Regions from separate parts of the Macaca mulatta genome. Here regions 1 and 3 are each linked to region 2. The links are chromatin contacts, called in public Hi-C maps. All regions are on one chromosome and are shown on one strand. The core of a region is the stretch at or near the end of the contact, and the rest is flanking DNA. Distances in the headings are between cores, read along the strand shown. Region 1 holds the start of PPM1L (protein phosphatase, Mg2+/Mn2+ dependent 1L). Region 2 holds the start of KPNA4 (karyopherin subunit alpha 4). Region 3 holds the start of SMC4 (structural maintenance of chromosomes 4).

The links. Hi-C and Micro-C count contacts between places; a contact is called where the count stands out from the background.
Region 1: a Hi-C map of fetal cortical plate shows a contact between it and region 2, with 2.2 times the contacts expected there. The contact joins the promoter of PPM1L here to the promoter of KPNA4 in region 2. A contact is called at or near these places in 4 of 14 Hi-C or Micro-C datasets (CD4 T cells, fetal cortex germinal zone, fetal cortical plate and 1 more).
Region 3: a contact with region 2 is called in a Hi-C map of cortical neurons, with 6 times the contacts expected there. The contact joins the promoter of SMC4 here to the promoter of KPNA4 in region 2. A contact is called at or near these places in 2 of 14 Hi-C or Micro-C datasets (cortical neurons and fetal cortex germinal zone).

The regions. Positions count from the first base shown.
Region 1 is chr2:63,917,485-63,920,660 of T2T-MMU8v2.0, forward strand. It overlaps PPM1L (protein phosphatase, Mg2+/Mn2+ dependent 1L), which reads left to right and starts at 1,812. Exons shown (of 4, transcript XM_015131708.3): 1 at 1,812-2,890. The coding sequence starts at 2,492.
Region 2 is chr2:63,734,545-63,737,841 of T2T-MMU8v2.0, forward strand. KPNA4 (karyopherin subunit alpha 4) reads right to left here and starts at 1,538. Exons shown (of 17, transcript XM_001097222.5): 1 at 1,180-1,538. The coding sequence starts at 1,248.
Region 3 is chr2:63,564,759-63,568,317 of T2T-MMU8v2.0, forward strand. It overlaps SMC4 (structural maintenance of chromosomes 4), which reads left to right and starts at 1,983. Exons shown (of 24, transcript NM_001261676.1): 1 at 1,983-2,084; 2 at 3,148-3,288. The coding sequence starts at 3,153. IFT80 (intraflagellar transport 80) reads right to left here and starts at 1,560. Exons shown (of 22, transcript XR_013413625.1): 1 at 1,458-1,560.

The sequences.
Region 1 (3,176 bases), core at 562-3,061, 180 kb after region 2:
ATGTTGTAAACTTATCTTCAAAATAACACTTATGCATTACTTTTCTTTCTAGTTCCTAAAGGTTCTTTAATTCATTATCTCATTTTGGAACCTCTTGACAGAATGACTGAATTTATTTTAAACTGTTTATTTTCTCGATTTATCAGATGAAAATACCTGAAATGTAAAGCAGGACAGGAGACTATATCCCAGTTGTGAAAAATAACATACTGTTAGCAGTTCTTATCTCCTTCCTGTCTTTTGTACGCATGTTTATATTATTGAGATTATATTGTATATGCCATTCAAATGCTTACATTTTCATTTTTTTCTGCCTATGGTGGAAATATATAGCTTTTGTGGAAACTTTAGAAAAGTTATGGAAAATAGACAAAAGTCTAAAGCAGAAAATGAAAGCGGCATATAATGTACTACTGTATGAATGATTAACCACTGGGAACATTTTAGTGTATTTCCTTCCAGGACTTCTTATTTTTTATTTTTAGAAAAGGAATGGGGATCACATCAAGGCAGAAGTGTTTGTTGGGTGACAGACACTGGCTTGGCTGGGATCAAGCAGCCTCTCTGCTCTTCAGCCCAGCGGACTGGAAGAAGCAGATCAGCACTCTTCTTCCTGGACAGGGGTAGTGAAAATGAGTATTTTCCTTCAAAGCTCACTTCTTTCCGTATTTTAAGCGGACGCGGACATTGTTCTTTTCTCGTGCCTTCCCACCTTCAAGACCCACCAACACCTGCCTGCCCACATTTCGAGTTATCCTCCTCGGCTCCTGCAAGCCCGCACTCTTCTCCAGGGCGGCTACTCTCCGCTCATCCAGACTCCCGCCCCCAACTGAGCCTTCTTCCTGCGATGACCGAGGAGGTGGAAGGAGACCACCACTTCCGAGCTTCCAAGGGACCTTCAAACCTGAACCGCAGAGTCAGAGCCCTCGCCCCGTAGAAGAGTCAGGTGCGCCCGGGGGCCCCCATCGGAAGCTTCGTGCCTCCCCGTGGAAAGGTTGCGAGCAGGCAAGGCCTTCGTGGCCGCTGAGTCCCCTGCTCCAGGGGCGGCGGCCGCTCTCAGAAAGAGCGGCCTTTCTCGTCCCTCCCGAGGTTATCGTCAGAGTGCACTTCCTTGGGGAAACAGAGGTCATTCTCTCGAGTCCCCCCTTTCTGCTGTTTTCGGGAGGAAGAAGGTCGCTAGACCCAGGCTAGCTCCCCGACTCTTGAGAGAGCCGGGAAGGCCTCTGTTGCTGAACGCCGAGACCGCGGCCAGCGGCCAGGTCGTCTCCCTATCGCTTTGCAAGCCGGGAGAAGTGCGTCCCTTCTCGCTTGCCTTATGCCTGGCGAAGAGGGGACCGCACTACAGTGCTGCCGCCGAAGGGGGGAACGCTCACGTGCAACTCTCGGCTTCCCAGTGAGCAGCAGTAGCTCCTGGAAAACCAACGCTAAGACTACCAGGGTCAGTATTAGCTTGTCTTAGGAGCCGGCACAGGGGGAAGGAACAACCATTCGCAAGAGCTAGATAGCTGACCTCCCTCTTTTCTCCCCCTTGGCTGGCCTGGACCGCCTGGGGCTGCGAGCACGCACCGGCGGCCGCGGAACTTGCTCAGCCTCTGACAGCTCGGTGGGAACACCTCCGAGTGTTGAGTCCCGACTTAAGGGGCGGGACGGGGCGGGGTGAGCGCGCGCGGGGCGGAGCGCGCGCGAGCCGGGACGCGAGGAGGGAGCGCGCGAGTGAAGCGGCACCGAGCCGAGCCGAGCCGAGCCGAGCCGAGCGGAGCCGAGCCAAGCCGAGCCGAGCGGAGCTGGGAGGTGCCTGGGGAGAGGCAGGCAGAGCCCCGCTGGCCGCCTGCGGCTCAGTACTGATCGTGCCGCGTCGCCGGGCTCTGCGTACCCCTGCCTCTGCCCAGGCATCCGCAAAACTTTTATTCTCTGGGGCCCCAGGGGGTGTGTGAAGGAATTGGAACGTTCGGCCATCTCCGCGCTCCCCTGCGGCGGCGACCGAGGGGACCTGCATCCCTTGTCCGCCGGGCTGTGGAGCCCTGCGCCTCACCTGCTGATCGCTCCCGGGAATCTCGAGGGGCACCCCCGGAGGGACCGCGCGGGCGCTGGCGCCCCTGAACTCTCCCGCTCACCGCGGCAGACCCGCCCGGCGCAACTTTAACTTGATTCCTCTTGCCCAATCGGGGCATCCGCGGCTGCTGCTGAGGCGGCTGCTGCTACCGCTGCCGCCGCTGTCTCACAAAGGGGCTGAGGAGGGGAGGCGGCGCGGGCGGCAGGGACGGGCCTCCGGGCCGCCGAGGCGGGGAGACAAAAGGGAAGCTGCCTGTGCTCGCGCTGCCCGCTCGGAGCCGCCTGCTCGGCTGCCTCCGGCTGGGTTCCGCGAGCCTCGCCCCCACCCTCGGGCACTGCTCCACCTCCCTCCCGGCTGGCTGTCCCCGCAGTGCTCCCGGACCCGGCGAGCCTTCGGGGCGCGCGTCGCTGGTGGTGGTTGAGGCTCTAGCGATAATAAATGATAGAGGATACAATGACTTTGCTGTCTCTGCTGGGTCGCATCATGCGCTACTTCTTGCTGAGACCCGAGACGCTTTTCCTGCTGTGCATCAGCTTGGCTCTGTGGAGTTACTTCTTCCACACTGACGAGGTGAAGACCATCGTGAAGTCCAGCCGGGACGCTGTGAAAATGGTGAAGGGCAAGGTAGCCGAGATCATGCAGAACGATCGACTCGGGGGGCTTGATGTGCTGGAGGCCGAATTTTCCAAGACCTGGGAGTTCAAGAGCCACAACGTGGCGGTGTATTCCATCCAGGGCCGAAGAGACCACATGGAGGACCGCTTCGAAGTTCTCACGGATCTGGCCAACAAGACGCACCCGTCCATCTTCGGGATCTTCGACGGGCACGGGGGAGAGGTAGGAGCTACCCGGGGCTTTGTATTTGTGTCTGTGTATATGTCGTGTGCGTGTGTGCGCGCGCGCGTGTCTGTGTGTGTGTGTGTGTGTGTATAAACAGGACAGCGTGTGCGCAGCGTGAGAGGATCTGGGTGCGAGGGGCGTGGTGATGACACCATGGTACCTGGCTGGACAAATGCGGCTCAAGTTGCCAAAAGCACTGCTCGATCCAGACTTCTTGGGGCTGAGGGTCCACTTTAGGGAAAGGAGAGTCATCCGCAGCATATTTGTTGCTACTTAATACGAG
Region 2 (3,297 bases), core at 288-2,787:
AAAACATACCGAGGAACAACATAAAAAATACTGCTTGACCACTTTCCCTAAAAGCTAAACTCGTGATTAAGATGCAGAAGGGAAGTATTAAAATAAATCTATTTATCTAAACTATTAAAGCTGAAGGGAAGAAGTCTTCTATCAAAAATCTCAGTGGGGTGTGTGGGTATGCGTGTGTGAATGCATGTATTTAAACCATACGCCCCATGTAGACAATCTGGGGAGCAGCTGTATCTAAGACAATGATTTTTTTTTTTCTTTTTTAAATAATCAAACGTGATGGTGCCATTCCCTAGCCCACCCCATCCCCCACTACCACCACCAGCAGGTGGAGGGAAAGGATACTGTAGACTAGAGGATGACAGCTTTGTATAACCCTTTGGACTTTATATGTAAGAATGCAGCTGGTGGTCTCCTCTCAGGAGGGGGTAAAGAGATTTGTGGACAAGCTGAAATAAGGGGTATCCTTTGCCTGGAAGAGGGCACACCGTGAGCCACATCTTGAATCAGCTATATCCAGAGTAAAACACAGGCCGCTGGAAGGCACTGTTAGCATCACCAGGATGGCCTCTCACGCCGGGGGTGTTTTTTTCAACGGAGAAGTTGTCCTGTAGTTTGGATATTGGGGGGAGGCAGGGGTAAAGCGGGAGTCGGGAAGACCAGAAAAAATGCCTTTAAGTGGAGACGCCTCAGGCCTCGCTGAGGAAGTTCAGAGCCCCACTCGGTCGCCACACGCTCACCCTCCCACCCCCACCGCCCTCCTTCCCGCAGCGCCAGACGTCGGTGCCCGAGCGAGAGCCGGAATCTCCGCCGCTGCCAGGGAGGGCCGCGGCCCGGGCCGGGCAGCGCCGACCGCACACGCACGCCTCCTCCGCACGCGCCGCGCCCGGCCTCCCCGCCGCGCGGCCCGACCCCTCGCACCCGCACCGGGCCGGCTCTGCCGGGCAGGCCTAGGCCGCGCCGGCCGTACCCGGGCACCTCGCTCCCCGGCGGAGGCGGAGCAGGCCCGACATAAACTTCCCGGCGCGCTAGCAGAGGCGTCACGGACGGGCCGGCCCCCAGCGCCATTCCCCGAGGCCCGGAGGCGGCTCCCGCCCCTACTCCCCACACTCGGGGTCCCGGCGGAGACCGGCCCCAGGCCCACGGCCCCCACCCCTCCGGCGTCGTCCAGCAGTTTACCTCCAAGTCGCGGCCTTTGTTCTTGAAATTCTTGAGCCGTTGGTTGTCCAGTTTCTCGTTGTCCGCCATGGCCGGGCCGGTGACTCCTTCCCCCGCCCGGGCCCCGCGGGATCCGCCCCAACCACCGCGCCGCACCGACACTCCCAGGAACCGGGTCGCCGCCTGAGCTGCTGTGCTCGCCGCGCCGCCGCTTCCTTCCTCCTCTCACCTGCCTCCGCCGCGGCCTTCTCCTCTCCCCGCCCGCCCCCCCGCCCTAACCCCAGCGCGACTGCAGCTCCGGCAAAGACAACTGTGGGGCCGGGCGGCGGCAACGGCGGCGGAATGTGCTGCCGGCTGAGAGGGGGAGGCAGCCTCGATCTGAGGGCCCCGGAGCTGCGGCCACGCCCATCGCCTCCAGCCCAGCTCGCCCATTGGCCAACCAGGCTCCGGTGCGTTCGACCAATGGGAAGGGGCGATGGAGAGCCGGGGCGGAAAGAGCGAACGGAAAGGGGAAGCGAACGACGCTGGGAGGAGCCGGCTCGGGGCCGGGAGGGGTGCGGCTGGGGTAGGCAGGGAAGGACCACGTGCCTTCGGAGAGATGGGGAGGAAGCGACAGAGAAGTACACTTCAGGGGAAACCAGCAAGGGGAAGGAGAGGCCGGGGAACGCAGCAGGGCGAGTTGTTTTGCATCACTCGTCCGGGAAGCCCTAGATGCAGGGGTCCAGGGTCGAGACTGCGTTAAAGTAACGTTCTTCTCTCCCCGGGCGCGCCCTGTCTTCCTGGGCATTCCTTGCGCTCTCTGTTCGCTTTGCAGAGAGATCTGAGCTTCGCTCTTTCCCAGGTCGGACGCTCGCAGCTCCGTTCCCGGGCTGGGGCTCCCTGCCGTCCAGGGTCGAGTCTGGGGGCCAGGACCTGCAGGGATGACGTGAGTTGAGGAGGCTCAGCGGAAAGCGACAGGAACGCTGGGTGGAAAAGGAAAGGGCCCAGTAGACGTATCTGATTTATCTTCTGTGACTAAGCGCCCGCAACAGGTAGGAATTTAGGCAGAGCTGGTGATCCTTGGACAATAGCACTTCCTAGGTAATTCGTCTTAGAAAGTTAAAGAAGCTGCTTGACCACAAAGTATGAACTTCTGGAGGGCGGAGCCCGTGGCAGCTGACAGGGAATATTGTCTGTTGAGAAAGGAAATGAATTCCAGGGATACCAGGGACAACAACATTACCAGAGGCAGAAATGACACGAGATACAAAAGAACGTATTCAAAAATTTCACAAAACAGAAATGGAAAATTATCTTAAAATATATTGAAATATCAACGAATAACATCTCAAATGTCCAGGGATATGTAAAGCAGCAACTCTGGTCGGAAGCAAGGAATCGAGGCGTTGGGTGTGTTTAAACTTGGCTAGGCAGGGAGAAGAGACCCTGATACAAACTCCTTCAGAATCGTTGACTCCCGGTCCTTTCTAGTGTATTTTTTGAGCAGAACAACGTGCAGAGATAAATGTTTAAAATGCATATGTTTCTTAGGGAAACACTTTTAAAGCCAACAGAGGGGAATTTTTTTTTAAGTTAAAATGGAAGAAGTCAGTGGGTTTAACAGATGTGAACAACTGAGTTTCCTTTGGGGGAGAGGTAATGAAAAGAGCCGGAGTACTTTAGGAATCACTTTGGAGAGGATATTGTAGTGGGGGAAAGGAAAGTAAAAACTTAGGAAGCAGAGTAGTACCTTTAAAGTCGTCAATACTTTATAGACCATCAACTGGGCTATGGACAACAGAAGCTGTGCCTGGGAATAACTCACACTGAAGGTTAACTTGAATATAAATTTAGAACAGATCTTAAATACAAATGATGATGTTCATTATAAAATGTTATTCCTCAAAGAGTCATTTAATTGAAGTAACATTGTATTTGCATACCAGAGCACTGATGTTTTTCAAAATGTGTTTAGGATAAGAAAATTCACTTGAAAAGCTGGAGTATGTGTGTATTTTGTGCCATCATGGATTTTATCATAAGCAGTGTTCAAGAAAACAAATTACCAGCGAATTCCCACCCTATGAATAAAAGTTACCTTGTCAACGTATCAATAGATGAACATTTTGTTACTTCTTGGAATACATGTCATGGTAGCTT
Region 3 (3,559 bases), core at 733-3,232, 170 kb before region 2:
ACTCAATTTGGTCTATACTTTTTTTTTTTTTTTTTTGAGACGCTGTTTCGCTTTTGTTGCCCAGGCTGGAGTGCAAAAGCGCTATCTCGGCTCACCGCAACCTCCACTTCCCGGATTCAAGCGATTCTCCTGCCTCAGCCTCCCTAGTAGCTGGGATTACAGGCATGCTCCACCGTGTCCGGCTAATTTTTTATTTTTAGTAGAGACGGGGTTTCTCCATGTTGGTCAGGCTGGTCTCGAACTCCCAACCTCAGGTGATCCGCATAGTTGATACCTCTCCAACTCAGGTTTTGTAGTGTTTTACAACCTTTGGAAATGCAAAAATTCCAGAAGCTCTCAAAGATAATCCTTATATCTTCTTGGTATGCTTACCAGTCAAAAAACTTTTTTTCATTAAGCTTTATTTCTATAGTTTATGAAAACAATAGTTTTTAACTTCAAACATAAAGATATATCACGATATTGAGTCTATGCTTATTTAAAACACACCAGCCTCCCAACTTCACCAAATTCTTACAATTGGTTGGGAGGGCCGTGGCTCTCCACGCCTTTTTGAGAATCACTGAACCTGACTTCATGCTCTTCGAGAGAAGAACCATAATATATTTAGAGTGATCATGTAAATTCATTCAGAAGGCAGATTTTTTGGTGCTTTAACATGCCAGACCCTAAGTAAGCAAAAGTTGAAGAAAAAAAAAAAAGAGGCTAGTAGTTCTCAATGTCAAGTACTTAAGAGTTGTTGCATGAATACTGGAGATAGTCAAATGAGATGGTGGCTCTTTAACAATGCAGGGAATTAGGAGCAAGTATGAGATTCTGATTAAAGCTGTAGGAAAACTAACTTCCCAAAAAAATGCACATAGAATTATGTATACAATGTTAGGCGAGTTATGAACTGTGAAACTCAATCACCTACCACCAGATCCACAGACCTCAGGTTAAAAACCCACTAAAACTAAAATTCCTGTTCTCGGGGAACAGGAATTGCCAAACTTGCTTACTAATCCTAATTATGTCATATCTAGTGCAATGTATACAAAAGCTACTTAGGGAATATTTGCTGATCGATAATTTCCTCATAAAAATAACCCGAACACTGGCGAGTCGTTTTTTCCATTAAAGAGCCTTTTAGTCAAACTATTTTAAAAGACCGAAACCTTTCACTAGTAACAACAATGATCTAAAAAGCAGTAACTCGAAAATCGTTATTGAGCTATTCACATGTGGACTAAGCTATCACTAATCCAGGTCTTCTTCTAGTTGTCTCTCTACTCCCTTCAAATTCAGGGCTTCCTCCTTCTCATCTCAAAAGCTACACCCAGAGCCTCGCTGCCGCCAGGGAGACAGAAAATGATGCTCCACGAAGCACACACCTTCAAAACAAGAAAGATGGGATCCAGTGACGCCTACAACTTCCAAACCCTTTTCCCACCAGGTCCAGAGGTGAAGAGAGTTACCTCAAGTTCCAGGAAAGCGGTGGCGATTGCTCTGAAATACCTGGTACCAGTTACCAAGAAGCCTCCCGACCTCCCCGTCACCATAGTGACTTCTTAGAGTTACGCTCCCTTCCTCTTCCCGCGATACTTTTACGCGGCACGTCATCCGAGTGGGCCAGAGACCCCGCCTCTCGGTGAGCCCGCCCTCTTCTGAAGAGGCGTTTCTGGACCACTGAGCCCCGCCTCCCGCTGTGAGCGGAACCCTACCCTTTTCAAAAAACTATTTTTCAAAACTTGCCAGGTTGTTTTTCCAAATATTTTTAATAATAGTGCTGCTGTTGTAGACCACAGAGAAAACAATCCCTCGCTCTTCCTTTTCACTTAGTAGAAACTTCTACCGCGTAGGTCACGCCAGGAGCTCGCGCATGCGCAGGAGCGACCATAAGATGGCGGTGGTAATCGCCGCACTTTTTTTCAAATTAGTGGATCCCAGAAATCATTGCGCGCATTTGTAACGAATTTCCGTTCGAGTTTGTATTTTAGGCGCCATTTTCGAGTGAAGGACCCGGAGCCGAAACACCGGTAGGAGCAGAGAGGTGGATACTACACAACCGTTTCCAGCTTTGGTCTGAGCGGACTGTCTCGCAGGTAAAGTACTTCTCTTCCTGGTCAGGTTGTCACGCTCTTACTTCCTGCCTTGTCTGCGAGCGCCTGGAAAATAGAGGCCTTGAGCCGGAGCGACGAAGTCCGGGCTGAGGCTGCCGCTGGGAGATTTCTCTTGCTGTCACCCCTCCCCCCTCGGCCGCTCCCGGGCGGCCCGGGCTCCCGCGCGCAACTCCCGGGCGCCACTTTTCCAAGCTACTCAGACGTCTTGGGGAGGCCCCGAGCCTCGCAGATCTCTTCTTTAAAAAATCCTAGTCTCTATCTGGGAAAGGGCGTCTCCCCCTACCCCTCTCTCTTCTGCCAAGGGACTAGTCACCGGGTCTCAGCCTTCGCTGGTGACCTTTCATGGTTTACTGTCCAACGGGACTCCGCCCGGGGAGCTGGAGAGACAAACTCTTGCCACCCCAAAATTAGCAAGCGCTGCCAGCGTCCGACTTGAAGTTGTTAGTGGTTGGTTCCAGCCTTCGCCCTTAGCGGTCGGATCGCGGAGAGGAGGGAGACCTCGTTATGCTTCGGGCCGTCAACGGCACCGGGAGCTAAAAGGCGGGCAGACGAAAGCGGGCGGCGAGTCGCCAGTTAAGTCCTCACCGTTCTAGAGAGAGTTGTTAGCCGCGGGATCCTGACCCTGACACGAACTCGTTTCTCCCTGTCGGTGCGCTTGCATCCCTGGCGCCGAGAGCGTGGGAATGTCCGGAAATGCCGGCGTATGGGAGTTCCTCCGTTAGAAATGCGTTAGCGAGTATTACACGCTTATACTGTGGGCGGACGGGTGGAGGGCTTTTAAAAAAATAAATAAGCAGTTGCTCAGTCCTTGATTGATCCTCAGGCACCTCTAGTTTTTCTCACTTACATAGGTCTTGTTAAGAAACCAGTCCTGCCTTCTTGCCACTGGTGTCTTTCGATGGCTCCCTTCCCGAACTCCCACTGCCTCTAAGCGGGGTGTTAAGCGGGGCTCATGGAAGCCGGTGGACCGAGGTTTCCCCGGGTGGGGCGGGCGCGGTGTAGCAGCCCGCGGGCTCACTTGCTCCCGGCTCTCCCTCGGCCCCAGCAACCATGCCCCGTAAAGGCACCCAGCCCTCCACTGCCCGGCGCAGAGAGGAAGGGCCGCCGCCGTCCCCTGACGGCGCCAGCAGCGACACGGAGCCTGAGCCGCCGTCCGGCCGCGCGGAGAGCCCAGCCACCGCCGCAGGTGAGTGACCCGCCGCGACTCCTCAGGAACGCGCGCCCAGCCCGAGGCTGGCTGGGGTTGTTGAGCGCGGGCTAGAGGCTGCGGGGTTGAAGTCTGAAGATCCGGTGTCGGTCCCGTAGAGGCTTAGGAGAGCCATTTGGCAACTTTGAGATAAGACTCCCGTGCAATTTTGGTGTAACGGCGCTGGAAGGGATGGGGGCGAGCAAACCGGTTCAGCTGTGAATTTTTGTTTGTGACCTGTGGAATGGTATAGACGTCTTTATTGTATTTC